Regions from separate parts of the Sus scrofa genome. Here region 2 is linked to region 1. Evidence: chromatin contacts called from public targeted proximity ligation data. All regions are on one chromosome and are shown on one strand. The core of a region is the stretch at or near the end of the contact, and the rest is flanking DNA. Distances in the headings are between cores, read along the strand shown. Region 1 holds the start of MAT2A (methionine adenosyltransferase 2A). Region 2 overlaps SH2D6 (SH2 domain-containing protein 6).

Evidence for each region.
Region 2: a contact with region 1 is called in a targeted proximity ligation map of skeletal muscle. A contact is called at or near these places in 2 of 5 promoter capture datasets (fetal liver and liver), 17 of 47 Hi-C or Micro-C datasets (adipose tissue, brain, embryonic fibroblasts and 10 more) and 2 of 2 datasets of targeted methods (alveolar macrophages and skeletal muscle).

The regions. Positions count from the first base shown.
Region 1 is chr3:59,222,326-59,228,075 of Sscrofa11.1, reverse strand. MAT2A (methionine adenosyltransferase 2A) reads left to right here and starts at 2,979. Exons shown (of 9, transcript NM_001167650.1): 1 at 2,979-3,069; 2 at 5,089-5,166; 3 at 5,263-5,385; 4 at 5,640-5,750. The coding sequence starts at 2,979.
Region 2 is chr3:59,317,532-59,322,937 of Sscrofa11.1, reverse strand. It overlaps SH2D6 (SH2 domain-containing protein 6), which reads left to right. Exons shown (of 16, transcript XM_021087296.1): 10 at 216-288; 11 at 436-466; 12 at 595-619; 13 at 1,063-1,115; 14 at 1,347-1,436; 15 at 1,604-1,762; 16 at 2,386-2,958. The coding sequence ends at 2,502. Among named protein-coding and RNA genes, the nearest start is that of SH2D6, 6.8 kb to the left of the region's middle.

The DNA of each region.
Region 1 (5,750 bases), core at 1,730-4,229:
CTGACTAGGAACCATGAGGTTGCAGGTTCTATCTCTGGCCTCGCTCAGTGGGTTAAGGATCAGAGTTGTGGTGAGCTGTGGCATAGGTCGCAGACGTGACTCGGATCCCTTGTTGCTGTGGCTGAGTTGTAGACCAGCAGCTGTAGCTCCAATTCGACCCCCTAGCCTGGGAACCTCCATATGCTGCAGGTAAGACCTTAAAAAGCAAAAAAAAAAAAAAAAAAAAGCTCATAAATATCTCTTGGAGGAAGGGACCAATGTGAAAAATATACATCAATGAAAACGTCCTCTGCTTTGAGAGTAATCACTTAACAAATTTAACTGTTAAAAGAAATCCAAAGTAGAAGACAGAGGGGTTCTCCTGTGGTGCAGTGGCTTAAGGATTCAGGATTGTCGCTGCAGTGGCTTAGGTCTGTGCTGTGGTGCAGGCTTAATTCCTGGTCCTGGAACATGTTGACAGCAAGGCCAAAAACCAAACAAACAAAAAACAAAGTAGAACACAGAAGCGAGTGGCACAAGAAGAGGTTGAAGAAGTAGCAGTTAAATCACACTGAGGCCTTTAAGATTGTGTAGGGCTCTTGGTCTTTATCTTATCAGCAATCGCAAGCCCCCAAAGGGTTTTTACAGCTAACTATTATGTGCTAGATACTGTGCTAAAGACTTTACCTGCAAGATTTTGTTCAATCCATGATGCAATCCTATGACAGTGCTATTGTTATTCCAGTTTTACAGACTGAAGACCCTGAGGTATAGAGAGGGTAAGTTGTTTGCTCAACACTTAATAAGCATCAGAAGCTTGACTCCCAAACCCCTATCCTTAACCATTAAATTACATCTACTAAGAACAAGGAATAGGTAAGCAAGTGTGAACAGCTGATTCTAATCTTTTTGGCAGGACCAGTCCCACTTGGAGGTGGTAGCATAGGGGTATCAGGGTTTAATGACCTAATCATTGAATTTATTCCCCTTGTTCTGACTCCATATTAATCAAATAACTTTTTCATTACATTCTGGCTTCCCATATAGATTTTTCAGCTGGAAAATAATGCAGTGACCAGCCTACAGATGCAATTCGTTTCAGTTGGGAATTTTATTACTCATTATAAATTAACAAATTGGCATTCTGCTTTAAAAGAAAAAAAGGTGAATTACTCTAAAACAAACAAACAAGAAATTATGAAAGTCTTACACAGCCATCTTTCCATGAAGTTAGTTTGGAAAATAGAAACAAATAAAAACAACATATATATTGTTCTTTTTGGGTGATTTAACCTTTTCTTGCTCCCTGTTTTGCGGAACCACGGTTGTGGTCATCAAGTCTAGAGATGAGCCCTTTAAGTTCTTTGTCAAAGCCCCTCGCATAGCCCAAGCGTTTCCATTGTTTCCTAATCGACAAACCCACCTGGCTTCCCGCAGGCCGTGGAGAAGACTGTTCTTCCGAATCTACCTAATTCTCAGAGCGGTAAGCTTGCTGCAAGGGTCTCCTTCACCTCCCCAGGGCAACATGCATCCTATCCGTAGAGCAGACGGTTCCCTAACAATATCATTAAACCCGTTGTTCTTGTGCTCTGGGCCACCGCGACAGCAACCGCCCCCCCTCCCCCCACCACACCCCGGACCCGGGTCCTGCTCCCGGGTGCCGCAGCCCCTGTGTGGGAGGAAGCGACATCTTCCGCCCGCCGGTTGTGGGCCCCTTCCAAACGGGGATCCATGAAATTGGTCCCCGGCTTCCTGCCCCTCGTTGGCTCAAGCTTGGTTTTGTTCTTTTTCTGTCTCTCCCTATAATTCCTTTAATGGGCAAAACTGACACAAACGCAGGTGGACATTTTAAAGTGAAAGCTTCAGGAAATGGACCATTTCACCTTGTAAAGAGATCTGCTGAATCACACACAAGGGATAGCCCCCCCCCCGCGCGCGCCCCATATTCAACAGTCTCTTGAACAGAAGACTGAGAAGACAACACTCTTAACATCGACTTTTTTCCGCCTCCGAGACAGGAAAGTCAGCAAGTGCAAGGTCAGTCTTGCGAGCAGCCTTTCTCCGACGGAGAAAAGGCAGGCGCCCAAGGGGCCGAGTGCGGCCTCCACCGTAGGGTCCGCAGAGGGTAAGGGCCTCTCTAAGAAACTCCAGCGCTGGGGGCGGAAGGGGGATCGCAGCCATTGAAATCGATACCAGAACTCTCATTATTCTGTTTTTCGGCCATTTTCACCACAGAACCATTAACCAAGAAATTACTAGCAACTGGACGGCCCCCCGCAGGACCACCAGCCGCCAGCAGCGAGCAGGGCAGGGAGGCATAAGGCCATGCGAAGGAGCGTACGCTGACCAGCAAAGATGGCCACTTTCACGTGGCTATGGGCTACTGGCTCCCTGTCACCCGGGCATCCCAAGGCCGGGCGGCCGGAAAGACCCTCGGGTAGAACCAGAGGACAAAACACCCGCCGATTCCCGCCACCACCGCTGGGGGGACGCGACCTCGCGGCCGGAGAGCCCGGGCCAACGGTCGGAAGGGAGGTGCCAAGTCACAGCAGGGGGGGAGCAGGCCCGTAAAGCCCTCGTCGGTCTTCCTCCCACATCGAACAGGGAAACGTGAGATGACCCAATACACTCGTCTTTCTCCTCACCCCTTGTTATCAGTGCCTAAGACGGCGAAATATCTGTAGGAGGGGCGCGTTACCTCCGCTCCCTTCCCCTGCCTGGCAGAGTGGTTTGGCCCGAGCTCCCCTCGGCGCACCGCCCCTTTCCCCCTCCCGCCCCCGCGCGAGTGGCGCATTGGCGCGCGGCACCGAGGGGCGGGGCCCGGGCCGGGCGCGCGCGGGCGCCCTGTATAAATACTGGGCCGCGCCAGCCGCCGTCTCGTTCGCTCCGCGCCGCCCGCCTGCGCCAAGAAGAACGCGGTGTTCTGCTCGCGCGTCTCGCAGTATCCTCCTCGCTGCTCTCTTTTCTTCTCAACGCCATTTTCACTCACCGCCACCGCCATGAACGGACAGCTCAACGGCTTCCACGACGCCTTCATCGAGGAGGGCACGTTCCTCTTCACGTCCGAGTCTGTAGGGGAAGGCCACCCAGGTGAGGTGACCGGGCCTGGGGCGAAGCGAGGGGCGGGGCCTGGCCGGAGGGACCCGTTGCCCGCGGTGCCCACGCTGGTGGCCCTTGCCCGACGGGCGGCTGGCAGAGTGGCGGCCGCGCGCTTTCCTCGTGGCGCCGGCGGTACCGAGCGCGTGGCCGCCGCTCCCCTCCCCCTTCCTCTCCCCTCCCTCCCATCCGGCCGCGCGCCCCGGCATGCGGAAGATTCCAGAAAATGAGAAGGGCGGGGGCCGCGGCGGCTCGTGCTCTAGCCGGGGAGGGCACTAGTTTCTCTTCCCCGCCCTGCGGGCCGAGCTCCTCGAGTGGGTGGCCCGCCCCGCGTGCTCGCGTCCAGCCCGCGGGAGCGCGCGCCCCGCATTGCAGCCGCAACCACGTGTTGGCCGCAGCGTGTGGCTTCTAGGCTAGGGAGCCGGCGGGCGACATCGGCGCCCGGGGCCTCGGGGCGTCTGCTCTTCTCATTAATTCTTGGTTCCGGGCAGAGCCACGCTTTAGAATGCGACATGCCCGTACGCGGTATATGGCCTTGCGTCAAGGTGACAGCCTCCTACTAAATATAGCGCTTGGCGGAGGAGGCCTGCCTTATTTGGACAGTGCGTGAAAAGGATGGGAAGCATGAATTAAAAGTGTAAGCTGCCATTGCGTTGGGTTTCCTTTTAAAGTCCTCGGGGCTGACCGTTAGGCAAGGTTTTTCTCCACATGTCCTCCGGGCTTTGTCCACCAGTCCGCCATCATGGGCATCACTTTACACGTGAAAGAGTGAAGATTTTTCAGGAACTTTCGATCTCAGCCAGAAAACATCACCTGCTGAAGATCATTATTTTACTAAACTGATCCAGCTCATTCTTAGAATGACCACAGTGACAGATTTCTAGTCCGATGGCTTAAGGATCCATTTCTCTAGTAAGTCCACTGTGCCGATGATGCAATCCCAGGAGCAACCTCCTGGTATACCAGAGGACAAACCCTGAGATCCTGATGAGTGAAGGGCAGGTGTGATTTGGGTGGTTTTGCTTTTCTCCCCAGTGCTGAGACTTAACGTGTATTTGTCCCACCTTTTATTAATTGAAAGTCACAGGCCTATATAAATAGATTATCTTGGGCCTCTTGGCTTGAGTGCAGTGCACATTTTGCTTTTTTTTTTTTTTTTTTTTTTGTATGGCTATGGAAAACTTAGGTGTTGTTTGAAGGGTTATTTCTGCTCCTCCTAATTTTTAATAGAGGACAATACAGTGGGGGGGGGATCAACTAGGATTCAGAATATATCTGGAGATTTTCTGGTCTCAAATTGCTCCTGAACTACTCTTAAAACGATTGCTGTTTCCCTTTGTTCATAAAATGTCCTTGTTTTCATCACTTAACTCTTTAAGTGACATTATTTTTCATTGCCCTTCTTTAGTGTTAGGGAGACCTTGGTAAGATAAATAGTTCACTTTTATGGTTGGTTGATTTACAGTGCAGATTTTAAATTGGGGGAGGGTAAAATTTTTAAGTACTGTTGTCTTTGAAAATTAATAATGTAAAGTCACTATACTTTTGCATGGAAGAGGAACCACTTATTTCTGCTTTCATGTGATCACTCTCAATTATGTGGCTGTTCTATTTAATAAATTATTTTTGTCTGGGAACTTTCTAAGTCCTCAAAATACTTTGAGAGACCTTACACCTTGTAAGGTGTAAAAAGTGCATAAATCACAATGAGTTTAAATGTATTAAACATGGGAGGTGTTCTCCTGGCTTAACTGAATTGGTGGTCTTGTGAGGCTACAAGGAAACATGTAGCCCTATATCCAGCATTTATTCTTCAGGCAAACGGTTTCTGCAGAAGCAGTGCTTTATTTAAACAACAGGTATAGCAGTTAAGATTTCCATACATTTTGCCACAATTTTTTAAAGAAAGCTCTTAGAGATTTTCATAGCTGTTGTTATAGGGAAGGGGATATGACATACTTACATTTAATAGTCAGTTACATTGAACCAGGATTTTTTTTTTTTTCTTATTAGATAAGATTTGTGACCAGATCAGTGATGCTGTCCTTGATGCCCACCTTCAGCAGGACCCTGATGCCAAAGTGGCTTGTGGTAGGTTCAGAACACTGCTTTTTCAACTGATGAAAAGGTAACAAGAAAATTACTTGATAAAAGTGATTTTTGAGTGTGATCCTCTCTTTTTATTAGAAACTGTTGCTAAAACTGGAATGATCCTTCTTGCTGGGGAAATTACATCCAGAGCTGCTGTTGACTATCAGAAAGTGGTTCGTGAAACCATTAAGCACATAGGATATGATGATTCTTCCAAAGGTATGTTTTATGAGTTCAGCCCTCTCTAGCTCTGTCTAGAGTGTTACTAGAAATCCTAGAAATCTTTAATTTTGCTTGTAAATTTTTACTATTCTTTTGTTCTAGCCTTATTCTTTCCTCTAAAAGTACTATGTTTTAGGTATATTTGATCTCTTTAGCAGTATTTAGAATTACAGAAAATTGTTGTAAATAGAAAGTATTGGTATGGCCCTTTTTAAAAAATGAAAAACAAAACACTGTTGTTTCATTTGTAGGGTTTGACTACAAGACTTGTAATGTGCTAGTGGCCTTGGAGCAGCAGTCACCAGATATTGCTCAAGGTGTTCATCTTGACCGGAATGAGGAAGACATTGGTGCAGGAGACC
Region 2 (5,406 bases), core at 2,333-4,832, 94 kb before region 1:
ACTGTGCCTGTGTGGGAGGGGACCCCCCCCCCCTTAGAGCAAGGGGTCCTCGTAGCTGCCATGGCCAGGACCGGCACTCTGCCTGCTGGGAGAACTCCCCAAAGGCCCGACTGCTAAGAAGCAGAGACCCGGCCAATGTCCCCAGCCCCACCCCGGCCACTTGCATTTCCCTGCCTGCTGCCCAGCTCAGCCTGCCCTCTCTCTTTTGCTCCCAGCCTTCACTCAGACTCTGAGCTCCCAAGTCCCCACATCCCTAGTTCCTCTGCCAAGGACATCAGAGGGGCCCAGGTGAGTGGCCCAGAGGTGTGTGTTGGGGGGGGGGGAGGCCAGCCCAGGCTTCCCCAGCCCTGACCCTAGGATCTCTAAGTTCACTGGACTCTTTCTTTTGAAGAAAGTAAAGACCCTGAGCTCTGTTCTCCACTTTGCTCCCCACAGGCCCACTGCAGCCCCCCAGGAAGCTCAGAATGTAAGAGGCTGGGGGTGGGGGAGGTGAGCTGGGAGAGAGGGAGGGAGAGAGGCTCAGGGTGGGACTTCCCAGCCAAAGGAGCAGGCCTGCAAGGCCGAGCTCTTCTGACCCAACATCCTATGTCCCAGGGAGCATCGAATGTCACCTCCAGAGGTGAGTACAGATGTCTCAACATGAACCATTGGGGCAGTCATGCAGGGCCCTTCCGCAGCCACAGCCCTGCAGGCCACGGACTGCCTCCCAGCCCCCGACACCCCGCTTGGCCGAGGGGGTCCCTACAGCTCTGACTCCAGCTGAGAGCAGGCCAGAGAGGACCCCCTTGGGCATTTTCCAGGTCTGCACCAAAGCGGGACACTCCCAGCCTGTCCCTTAAAATCACTCTTCATTCAGAGGGCACGTGTGGCCTAGCTGGTGGGCCCTACCAGCGCCCCAGGAGAGGAGGGGTGAAGCTCTGGGTGTCCCACTTTGGACTTCAGTCCTTTGCACACCCTTCTGTGCCCTCTCCCACCCTCACAGTGGCAGGTGGAGGGAAGGCGAAGCCTCCTTTGCCTAATCCCTTCCCAGTCCCAGGGGCTATAATCTGCTTCTTCCGGCAGGAAGATCCTCTCTTTCCTCTGTAGCTGCCACCCAGAACACCTCGGCTGCTGAGGTGAGGAGGGTCTGGAGAGGGCTGCTGGGGAGGCCTGGGAGGCTCAGAGCTGGAGTCCTCACCCAGGAGCCCTCTCGGGCAGTGTCAACCGCTGAACACCAGGCACGGACACATCTCTGTTCTGCTTGTGTGGACTCAGTCTGGGAAGGGTGACACGAGCACAGATAACTGCAGCCCACCCCCGATCCCGATCCTGTGCCCTGGCACTTCTCGAAACCGCTGTGTGTGCAGGGACAGGAAGGCGGTCTGCTGGGCCAACCTTGGTATGCAGGGAACTGTGACCGCCATGCTGTTGAGAGTGCCCTGCTCCGACTCCAAAAGGTGCATCACCAGAAGGCACCCCCCCCCCAGCCCCGCCCTGGGCCTTCTCGGAAATCCCTTCTGCTCACAGGCTGTGGCCAGATGAGCAGGTGGGAGCAGCAGGGCCGGGGGCAGAGGCAGGGCCTCAGCTGGAAGGTGAGGGCTGACAGATGGGCTCTGGTCCACAGGATGGGGCCTACACCATACGCCCCAGCTCAGGCCCTCATGGCTCCCAGCCCTTCACTCTGGCAGTGCTTCTCCATGGCCGGGTCTTCAACATTCCCATCCGGCAGCTGGACGGCGGGCGCCACTATGCCCTGGGCCGGGAGGGCAGGAACCACGAGGAGGTGGGTACTGGAGGAGGTAGAGGGCTAAAGGGCAAGGACAAAGAGAGAGCTGTCCCTGGCCCCAGCCAGGAGCATGTGCCTGAGAAAATGCCAGGTTTTGTATTTTTCTGGAGTGAACGGAAATCTCAGTGGCCAGTGCCTTGAACTCCTTTCCAGAAGCCTGTACTTTGAGAAGACGCCTAGCCTGATCTGGGGGAGACACAGCCCCTCCTGCATGGCCCAGGCTGGGGCATTTGTGCCTGTAATGAACCCGACTAGGAGAGCAGAGGTCAGGTAGTCCAGACACCTATCTGTACCAAGGACTCCCCTGTGCACTCAGCACTTGCTAGGCTGCAGACAGTCACCACTCAGCTCCCCCACTGGAGGGCCCTGTGCAGTTATTTCCATCTGGCCTGGGAAATAGGAGTCTGGCCAACACCATGCCCCCCGGGTACCGTCACAGGAAAGGCCTGGAACTGGGGAGCAAAACGGTGGTGGAGTTTCATGGGCAAACAGGAAGGAAAATATTTAGAAAAATGTCAGCCGGCCCCTTTGCCAGACACCCCCCTCCCCCCCAGTTCCCTCTGGAAGTTTCTCCTAGCAGGAGGCTCAAGGGACCGATGATGCCCTGCCTCCCTGTCCAGCTCTTCTCCTCCGTGGTCGCCATGGTCCAGCACTACGTGCAGCATCCCCTGCCGCTCGTGGACCGACACAGCGGCAGCCGGCAGCTCACCTGCCTGCTCTTCCCCACCAAGCCCTGACGTCACTGCGCATGTGCAGGCCCACTGCTGGCCCCCAGTTTGTTCCGCCGGCTGTCCTCTCCCAGGTCACCATCCCTCCAGCGCCCTCATCCCGTGCCCCAGTCCCTGCAGGCTCCCCTGAAAGGCGTTGGGAAAGGTGCCCCAGAGACAGAAAGGGTCTGCGAGACTCCACGCCATTCTCACCCAGAGCCTGGCCCTGCCACTCGCTCCTGCATCTCCTGGGAAGCAGGGGACAGGCAGGGCCCCATTTTCAGCCCCAGGCGTGGCCCCCCAAGCTGCTCTGCATGAAGACCTGTTTGGGGAAGCCGATCCTCAGGGGGACTGCATGGGAACTGCTTGGCTGCGAAGCGGATCCTCTCACATTCCATAAGGGGTGTAACACAGGGCTGGCATCTACCCTCGAGGCACTTGGTCACTCTGCCCGTAGTTTGCTTTCAATAAATATTTGTCAAATGAGTTCTTGAATTCTGAGGAGTGAGGCAGAGATGGCCTCCTTGAGGTGCCAAGGTTCTCAAGTGTCCTGGGGCACAGCCTGGGCCTGGGAGTGAGGGAGCGGTGGAGGCCCAGCCAGGGCAGAAGAGCCAGACCCATTTCTGCCCCCTGACTGTGGCTTTGGCGCTTAGATGGTCTGTGGCAGCCACCCGGGGTGGCTGAGTTTTGTTTTGTTGGTGGGGGTCGGGGCGGGGGAAGGAGAGGGGCTCAGGGCTGCGCGGCCACCCCATGACAGGAGGCGAATGGAGCGTCCACCATCCATTTACCATACAGCGTTCCACCCGGGAGGGATGGGCCTGATTTTGCACCCTTGCCGTTGTCTAGAGAGGGGGAAGACCGGCAGGCCCCAGGAAACAACGGGTCAACTAATGGGCGCGTCAGTCCTGGGATCAAAGCTATAGAAGGTTGCACGCGGAGTTTAGAAAAGGAGGCATAGGCGTAAGCTGCCCGACAGGCGCGCCCAGGAGGCTCCAGCTGGGGTCTCCGAGATAGGCCAGCAGCCTGCGGGCGGGGCTAGCGGGACAGCGGAGGAGGGTGGCCCGGGGCGGGCAGGGCAGAGGAGCGGGGGCGTCTCCCGGCCCTGGCGCAACGCCCGGAACACCCCGTGCGGGAAGCGCATGTGACCGTGACTCCGCAAAAGCCGCCAAACAAAGGGCGGCTCAGCGGCCGCCGGCGCTCGGCTGGCACTGAGGGCCCGGGCCCCTGCCCCCAGCCGGGTCGCCGCTCCCGGACCAACCATGTGCACCCGCCGGGGTGGGGAGAAGCCGGATTCTCCTGAGACTGGGGTGGTAGCGCGGGAACCGCCCCCCCCGGGGGGGGGGCAAGTGTGGGAGGGGAGCTGCTTCTCCCCACCCGCCTCCTCAGGGCACGTGGGTGAAATGCAAACGTGAGTCCTGCTGGGCGATAGGGGGTCCAGGCTGGGCTGGAGAGGGTTGACGGTTGCCTTTACTGCTGCTGGCTCTGGCAGATTACCCTCTCCCAACCTTCATTCCTGTACGGAGGTGACGATAAGTCGTCCCTACCAGTAACTCTCTGGTTGGGAGGCTTGAGTGAGGCGGTCCATGTGAAAGGTGAGGCTAGCCCAGGGCCTGATGGTCTGCGCTCTGGCCCATCTTCCCTAAATAAACACGCAAGTGAATTCAGGTTAAGGAACTGCGGCTTTCAGTCTTCCCTACATTAGGGATGTAATTTCCGGCCAGGGCACCAGGAAGAGAAGCAGGATGGGCAGCTGGCACGGGGCGGGGCTGAGCACCGCTGTAAATGGTATGGGGGAAGGTGGCTAACAGCTGGGGGCTCTAGCAGAAGCAGGGGGTGGGGTTGGTCCCCAGGACAGCCTCCCTCCCCTCTATTAGCCAGCGCTGGCTCCCCACAAGCCGTGGGTGGGAGGGGCCCCTCTCTATACTTTCCCCAGGCTGACTCCTGCCGGAAGTCAGGGCCGGAGAGGGTGGGGGCACCTTGGGGTGGACCTCAGGGTACTTATGGAACTGATCAGAATCCTGCACCCCCACCCCAACCTCCCAGTGTAAAACCAAGCATTTAATGATGAGGATAGTAAGACTCTGATGCACATTCCTGAGTTTTGCAGGTACTCTCACTGCCACCAGAGGAAAACAGCTAACTGCATGATGACCAGACTGTAGCCATGACATGAGCGGCTCCATCTTGAGCAGTACTGTATCTATGGCTAGCACAGTTCCAAGAATCAGCCTCAAGAGAATAGGATTAACAGTATTGCTCATAACAATCTGTATCTTTGTGGGCATCAGAATAATTGTAGTTTGCTCTGCCCACATATGTAACTGGGAAACTGAAATCGTCAGCAAAGAGATGACACAGACCCATTTTGACATCTTCCACTATGAGAATAGGACACCTCAGGGCAGCAAGAAGTTGTAGGAGATAGACCTTCCCCACGAATCCCATGGAAGTGGAGTGATGTTTGACAGTGGAGAATTGAAAGCAGCTCTTAGGCCCCTTTCCTGTTTCCCTCTAACCTTCAAAGAACCTAATTCTAGAAATGAGACCACTAGGCAATTGAAACTAGCTCCTGACTAGGTTCTCCTGAACGCACACCAGTTTAGACTTGTCTAAACTGTTGATTGGTTTCCTAGATAAGAAGAAGGAAAAATTAAGCAGTTAAAAAGTGACAAGCTCTCTATTCCCAGCAGCACCGCCCCCCCCCCCCCAAAGCAATCCTGTAGGCAGATCACTCAGGCAAGATAACATCAGAAGAAAGAGTCAGCCAGTCTGCATTCAATGGAGAATGATGCAGAACCCAACTTCCTGCCTGGATGATTCACTAAGATTCTTCCACTCTTATGCCACCCCCACCCCCCGCCCCACTTTTTTTTGGCTGCACTGGCAGCACGTGGAGGATTCCTGCACTGCAGTTTCGACAGCACCACAGCTGTG